2 separate regions of the Anas platyrhynchos genome follow, and region 2 is linked to region 1. The links are chromatin contacts, called in public Hi-C maps. All regions are on one chromosome and are shown on one strand. Each heading gives the region's core, a stretch centred on a gene start, on an enhancer-like site or on the middle of the called end of the contact. The rest is flanking DNA. Distances are from core to core; before and after follow the strand shown.

What was found. A called contact is a pair of places that touch in the nucleus more often than the background predicts.
Region 2: a contact with region 1 is called in a Hi-C map of F1 follicle, with 2.8 times the contacts expected there. The contact joins the enhancer-like site here to the promoter of TSPAN5 in region 1. A contact is called at or near these places in 4 of 8 Hi-C or Micro-C datasets (F1 follicle, liver, skeletal muscle and 1 more).

What each region holds. Positions count from the first base shown.
Region 1 is chr4:10,914,146-10,917,945 of IASCAAS_PekinDuck_T2T, forward strand. It overlaps TSPAN5 (tetraspanin 5), which reads left to right and starts at 2,023. Exons shown (of 8, transcript XM_027457262.3): 1 at 2,023-2,603. The coding sequence starts at 2,523.
Region 2 is chr4:10,985,682-10,989,481 of IASCAAS_PekinDuck_T2T, forward strand. It overlaps TSPAN5 (tetraspanin 5), which reads left to right. Exons shown (of 8, transcript XM_027457262.3): 8 at 160-3,800. The coding sequence ends at 225. Among named protein-coding and RNA genes, the nearest start is that of TSPAN5, 71 kb to the left of the region's middle. Within about 2 kb of position 2,195, at least 4 of the 8 cell types and tissues checked have an H3K27ac peak or open chromatin away from gene starts, as enhancers often do.

The DNA.
Region 1 (3,800 bases), core at 773-3,272:
TTTAAAGTGCTGTCACAGCCAGTCCTGCTCAGTTTCCAGACGCAGGTCGCCAAAGCATGTAAGAAGTGATCCACAAGTGATGGCACAAAGCCAACGGATTTTTATTTATTTATTTATTTTTTATTCCTGTTTGTTTAGGACAGGAGACAAAATGTGTTTGTAAACCAGAGAGGCTGCTGCAGGTGCAGAGGACTCTGTTCCAGCTGGCACTCTGAAAGATCAATTACCTACATCAAAGCTGTTCTGCTGCCTTTGCTGTCTGGTTGCTCATTTCTGAGGCTGCACAGGAACCGTACACACAAAGTGAATTAAAAAGACCAGGGCTCTGTGTTCAATACCCTCTTGAAGTGTGCAGTCTAACCATTAACACTAGAAGTCCTAAATTCTTCTTAATCTGATCAGATGGTGAGAAAATATGAAAAGCTTTTGACTTTGAAATGACACTTGGCAATGATGATACTATTCTCGATTGAAAATGCAAATGAAGGCATGTAATGCGATGCTATAATTGACGTAGGTTGCATTTCTTTTTAAGCTGTTGATCAGGAGTGAATGGTTTGACAGGTAAACCATCAGAGATTGTTATTGAATTTATTGTAATAAATATTATTCCGCAATATTTTCCTGTTGCCTGTGAAGCATTAAAATGCTAAAGGGTGCCAACATGTGGTGTTAGCAGGGTGTTGTGACAGCAGCATTATCAATGTTTGTACAGGTTGTCACCAATATTTGAAATCACTTGTAAAAACAGCACCTCAATATAATATTCTATTACCATACTGTACATGGTGATAGGCTTTTATTCCTTGGTACAGAACCTATGTATTACTGATTATCCATCCTTTCCTGCTCTCTTCCCAGGAGTGGTCTTGCAAAGACACAAAGTTAACAATAACAAGATACACAGGGTTATTGATCATAAGGTAACCTATCCCATCACAGTTAAAATGTATAGGTATGTGTCGCGTTAATTTCTCATTTACCATTTAACACATGGCTTGTTTTCATGGATCTATTTCATCGATCTATTTCAGTGAATGCTTCTTCTCTTCTCTTCTCTTCTCTTCTCTTCTCTTCTCTTCTCTTCTCTTCTCTTCTCTTCTCTTCTCTTCTCTTCTCTTCTCTTCTCTTCTCTTCTCTTCTCTTCTCTTCTCTTCTCTTCTCTTCTCTTCTCTTCTCTTCTCTTCTCTTCTCTTCTCTTCTCTTCTCTTCTCTTCTCTTCTCTTCTCTTCTCTTCTCTTCTCTTCTCTTCTCTTCTCTTCTCTTCTCCCTTCTCTCTTAAAGACCCATGCCCAAGGCCCCCAAACCAGCTCGAGGTGATGCTGAACCGAAGCCTGCCTCCCGCCCTTCTCACAATATCCTACTTCTGAAGCACGTTGTCTTGCAGCCTCATCGAGGCGGGAGACCTAATTCGTCATTACAAAGAAGCCTTCCATCTTTTCAAGTAAAAGCATCGCACTTATCGCAGGGCCAGGAAGCTGAAGGCTGGCAGCGCTGAAGCGACGATACCCTTCAGCCAAAAAAAGCATTGTTCAGTGGCTAATGTTACATGTTAGGTGGCTAACACCGGACTGGGTGTGCTCTGAATCGCACGAAGCGCATGAACGCATCTAAGCGACACGAGGCTGCGGTGGTTACATTAAATATAAACGTGTTAAATGTAAACGTGTTAAATGTAAATACGTTGAGTATGTTAAGTAGGAATGTGTTAAATATAAATACGTTAAACATGAATTCAGTGCCCATTTTGCCGGGGGAGGCATATCGGGGCTGTACGAAGCGAAAAAAACCCGCACTTTTAACAAAACCCCTCAGCTCCCCCCCCACCCCCGGCCGCCATTTCAGAGCCGCCCCCCCCACCCCTCGCAGCCCCCTCGGGGCCACGCACCCCGGGGCAGCCAGCGGGGCCTCCGCGAGGCCTGATTGGCGGAGCGGGCTGTCAATCACGCCCGGGAATCCGCCCCCTCGCGGTCCCCCCCCCCCCAGCCCCGTTCTCCAGCCCCCTCAAAATGGCGCGGGGCGGGGCCGCGCGGCGGCCGTTGAGCGCTGCGGGGGCGGCGAACGGGAGGGCGGCGGGCGGCGGCTGCGGGAGGGCAGCGCCGAGCCCCCCGCGCCTCTGCCCGGGCGCCTCCCGGCGGCTTCCCCCCTTTGCTCCCCGCCGGGGCCTCCTCCTCCATGCGGGAGAGGAGGAGGAGGAGGAGGAGGAGAAGGAGAGGGAGGAGGAGGGAGCTGCTCGCCGGCCATCCCCGGCGCCCGGCGAGTCGGAGCCCAGCCGCCGCGCTGCTCCTGCCGCATCTCCCCGCGGCGCGCAGCCGGCGCTGAGCCCTCTCTCCTTCCCCTTATCTATTTTTTTTTTTAATTTTATTTTTTTAAAATTTTAATTTTTATTTTTTCATTTTTATTTTTTCATTTTTGTTATTATTTTTTTAATTTTTTTCATTCTAATTTTTTCGCCCCCTCCCCTTCTTCTGGTTCTCTCCCCCTCCCTGGCCGCCAGCAAAGTGTCTTCATGAGCCCAGAGGATGTCCGGGAAGCACTACAAGGGGCCTGAAGTCAGTTGTTGCATCAAATATTTCATCTTCGGCTTCAATGTCATTTTCTGGGTAAGCGGCCGGGCTCCTCTCCCTCCTCCTCCTCCTCCTCCTCCTCCTCCTCCTGGGGGGACGTGTCCTGACACATCGTGACATTTGGCCTCGAGGACGGGGCTGGGGATGGGGTGTCCCCCTCCTTTTCCCCTTTTTTCCCCTTTTTTTCCCTTTTCCCTCCTCTTTTCCCTTCCCTTCCCCTGCCAAGTGCGGCCGCTGCATTCCTGCGCCTGCCGGGGCTGCTTGCTCCCCTGCCCCGCCGACCCTCCTAATTGCTTTTGTTGTGGGTGCCAAGAGCTTTTCATCCTTAAAACGATAATAATTTGATTTTTCATCTCCCCCTCCTCCCCATTTAGACCGGTTTGTGGTGGGGGAGGGCTCAGCCAAACGCATGGGCCTGGAGCGGGGATCGAGCTGTGTGTCTGCATGGTGATGTGTTAGTGGGGAAAAATAAATCGTGGCTCAAGTTCTCCCAACAAACAGGGGAAGGGTTACACAACGCCGGGGCCGTGCACGGATCCGATCGCTCTGTGCCCACGGTTGGGGTGTCAGTGGGGCTCCTGGCCACGGTGCTCGGTCCTCTGCTGGCACCAAGGCTCGTGGTGCTGTGCCGGCGCTGGGCACCGAGCCGTGTGGTGAAGCGTCACGGGGGTACGGTGGTATTTCTAGCATCTTCTCGGTGTGACGGGCTTGAAAGAGGAGCAGCTGGGTCCGGATGTGCAAGCAGTCGGGTTTGGAGGTGTGTTATTCAGAATTTTGTGCTGAGGGGTGAAGTGTTTGCACAGGAGCGCTGCATGGAGTAGCAAAGTTGGGTGAAAGCTTCTCATGAGATGCTCCATTTAGCGATGGCAAACGTGCACAAACCCACGTAGGGTAAATATGTTCCGAAGGAACTCTGAAAGTGAGATGGGCACATACTTCACACATTGTCTTTTTTGGACCATAAAGGTGTCTTGGCTCACCCCCTACCACCACCTTCTTCAAGATGAAGGTGAGGAGTAATGGAGGAGAGGAGCCTCCTTGCTAACGCTAAGCTTGTGGTCGCCGCTGTGGTGAGAACAGAGGAAGGTGCTTGGTGGAGAAGTGCTTGTAGCTAACGTTTTGTCTGTGTTCCTGGAAAGTAAAGGCGCCTGGAGAGGATGTTTTGGAAGAACGGGACTTTTGATATTAATCACGCTTTTACAGTGAAATGCCTTTCCTTAACCAAGAAGGTAC
Region 2 (3,800 bases), core at 945-3,444, 72 kb after region 1:
TAGGTTTACAGGAGTTTTTTGATGCTTTCCTCTGCCAACGCTGTTGATGTCTAACTTGATTTCTTCTTTTCATATCAAAGTTCTGTATAACCTAAGGAGTTTGCCTATGTGAAAAGAGTTATCCAGTGCTCCAAATGAATGAACTGTTGTCTCTTCCAGATATTTGGGATATGCTTAGCCCAGAATTTGGTTAGTGACATTGAGGCTGTCAGAGCCAGCTGGTAAAACTGCTGAAGTAACCACAACAAGACACTGGACAACCGAAACCCTCTGAAACCTCCAGTGTGTCGCTCCGACACCAAGCTGTATGGACATGGGTGACAGGGAAGCCTTCTCTCCCACATAGTCTCAAGCCTAAGTTCCTGATGTTGCAGTGAACTCGTGTTTCTTTGGGGTGGGGGAGAGAAGAGTGGGCTCTTTAAAATCTGCTGCTCACTGACAATTTTTTTGTTTTAAACCACCAGTTTGAAAGCTGTTGAGCCGTGAATCTCTACTGTATTCTTGATCCTGAGTAACAAGTGGACACTTTTTAAAAATTGGTGTATTCAGTGGGACAGAGTTGCATCATTGTAGTCTGTGGATATGCTGTTTATTCTTCATGTCATGAGCTCTACGATAGCTGCCAAATATTCCCAAGATGGTCTCTCTCCTCACCACTCTGTAAAGGAGCAATCTTCTTGTTTTCACAGCTAAACATAGCTACAGGCCTAAACCCATCAAGCAGGAAGCAACTTTCTATGCATCTATTGTACAGTATATGAAAATGTTTTTAAAACTAAGGATTTTTTTTTTTTTTTACACAAGCTTACAACCATTTCCCTGTTGTACTTTGATGTTGGAATCGGCAAGCTCACAGGGAGAACTGTCTAATTTTATCAACATCTTTTTTCCTTTCTACACCCTTGTATGAAAGGAAAGGAGTTTTATATTTGACGAACAAAGGTTGTAGATCCTTTGGTTGCTGCCATACTTTAGGACATCAGTTTCTTAAGGCAAGAATGGGATATAACTGTATAAATGTATGAAAGCAGTGTGGATGTTGGGTCCAAGTGAATAATATTATTCAAAGAATGAATTATATATTAACTTAAATCAAAGCATATGTATCTGATATGGCTAAATTTTTTGTTTCTCTGGAATTTAGTGTAACCTAATGTATTTAGGGATCTCACTAATATTAGTGCTTTGAAATACTTGTGCAAAACTTCTTTTAAGATAATTCCTTGGTCTGTTCCTATCTGAGGCTTTGGTCTTTCTCTCTTTTTCTTTTTTTTCCTTCAATTCTTTTTTCTTGCATGAGCTGTGGAGTAAGTACCTGTGACACTCCAGTGCTTTAAATCTGTGCATATGTTTTAATACAGTCTAACCCAAACTTATTTATTGGTAAATGCATGTGATTATGGAAAGATCATATCCCATTCCCTTGGAAGTTGGACAGAAAACCTTTTGCCAGAAGTAAATCTATACCTTGAGAAAACAAGTCCTTGCTATAGAGATGTCTCCATTTGTTGCTCTAAATGCAACAAAAAGCTTTCTTGAAGCAATGGAATAAAAGTTTTAAAATCGAAGTGTATATTAGGATCAGCCAAGACACAGACTCTTTTGAGTCGAAAAAAGAGTAGAATTTGGAATAAAGCACAAATAGCAGAAGAATTAGATCAGACTCCATCCAGTTTGATTCATTGTTCTTCACAAATAGTAGTTAATTTCCGAACCTAACCATGGCTTGGGTAGTTTCATTGCACTTTGTATAAATTTAGCTTGTTATATGACCCTTCTCAGTATATGCAGAACTGGTCCTAAAAGCGATGAGCTTTTGGCTCCTGCTTTGTTAAAACAGCGACCAAGGGTGGTGTGTAGGACCTCACTGTAAGAGCTTAGCATCTTTGAGATGAGTTTCCTAACGAGTACGTGAAGTAGAAGAGATGAATGCGTTGTTTTCAAAGCTTCCCTGTTGTGGGGGATGGATAGGAGTCTGGTCTGATGACCTGTTGAGGTCCTTTCTGGCCCCATGACTCTTAAACGTGTGAGTATATGTACCCTTGCACATTTTGCCTTTCTGTGCTTTAGTTGGCTGTGTTTTATCCCTGTCCAAAGGTGGGCACACTGTTCCACAGATGCCACAGATAGTCCTGTTGCCCTCCTGTCTTTGAGTATTACCTCATCCTCTTCTGGTTAACTCCCACTGACTGGCTCTGAATCAGGCAGCCTCCATATCCTATGGTATCTGCTGTTAAAGGCCAGCCGTGACTCAGAGCATTTTTAAAAGCCTTTGAAAGCAATTATAATTCACTGTCCTTAATAAAGTTGGTTCCACCTCACCGCAGTGTTACGTTTTTCTTAGCGCTCCTCATCTTGAGGAGTTACTGGTGTTCATTTCCCCCAAAGGGACACACCATTTTGCCTGATAGCAGCAGGACAGACAGGTCATCAGCACTTAGGTTGCTGCACTGTAATGAAATGGTGCGGGGAGAAATCAGGGAAACGTGGTTCAGGAAGTAACTCCTCCACCCAAGAGCCTTGGTTGTGACCCAGCACTTCGCTGTGGAGAAAAGAAAAAAAAAAAATCTGCATTACAGAAACATTCCTTGTTGCCACTGATCTTGAGTACTGCTGTTGCTGCTGTGAGCTTCTGAAGACAACTTCCATTCCTCTACTTGAATTTCTGCAGTTGTACTGTATTGGCCTTCTGACTTGTCACGCTCTCCTCCGAGGTCCGGTCTGCTCGGCGTGCCCTTGGCAGTGTCAGGCTGATAGGAAGGTAAAAACGATCTGAGGTGAGCAAGTCTTGTTCTCACTGCTTGCATGTGTACACGCAGATGTGCAGCATTTCTGCTGAGTCCCAGAGTGACTGTTCTTAATAAAAACCACTAAATAAGGTATTTTTCTAGACCTTGTCTTTATTGCTGCAGATGCTGACACCCTCCCCCCCATAACTCCTGAGAGATGGTCTTATTTTTTCTCATTTTTGCAGTTGCTTGATGGATGCATACTGAATGTTCAGGATTAGCTGCCTATGTTGCACATTTAAATGCCACATTTTTGTCTACGGATCGGGTAAGATGTCCTGACAATGCCCGATCTACTTACAGCTTAGGCGTCCAGTTCGGAAAGCTTGCGGGAGGCCTTGGAAATCCATCTGTAATTGTCAGAGCCTACCAAAACCGATCAAGCTTTCTTCCAGAAAACCTTGCAAAACGTTCAGGTGAGCACAACTAGAGCACAACCGCTGGCTACACGGGCTTATTTTCCAGAGCAATAAGGTACGGTAGGCAGTATGGCTTTCTGGCAATTTCTAGCTTGCCCGATGTGGTGGAGGTCAGCGTCACCATCCTTACCGTGCGGTGGTTGTTCAGAAATTTGTTGCCAGGCTTGTGGCCCTTTGTGGAGCACGAAACCCCTTTGCTGGGCAGTCTGTCCGTGATGGCAGTGTCGCTGGCGGGAGGTCTGATCCCTTCAGCCCCAGTTTTAAAGCCATTTTCCTGTCAGAGGGCATCCCGGTCCTTGTTCCTCCTCTGCTGCTTTCTAAATGCTCTCCGTACTCACAAGCCTTTGTTTGCTGCTTCTTTTTTTTTATATATAGCTTAATGGACAAATGTTTGATTTGTCTGAGTGTGCGTGTGTCTGTTTCTGTAGCAGTTGAGATCTTTTTGCTTCAAAACCCATACTTTTGGTAGTGCCCCTTAGAGTTTGAGGCTGTGGAGGCGTTGCTCAAGTGTGCTCTGTCCTGGAAGCCTTCTCTCCCCGGAGAGAGAGAGGTGTTCATCGTAGTCCTGGTGTGTAAATAGTCTTGGAAATGT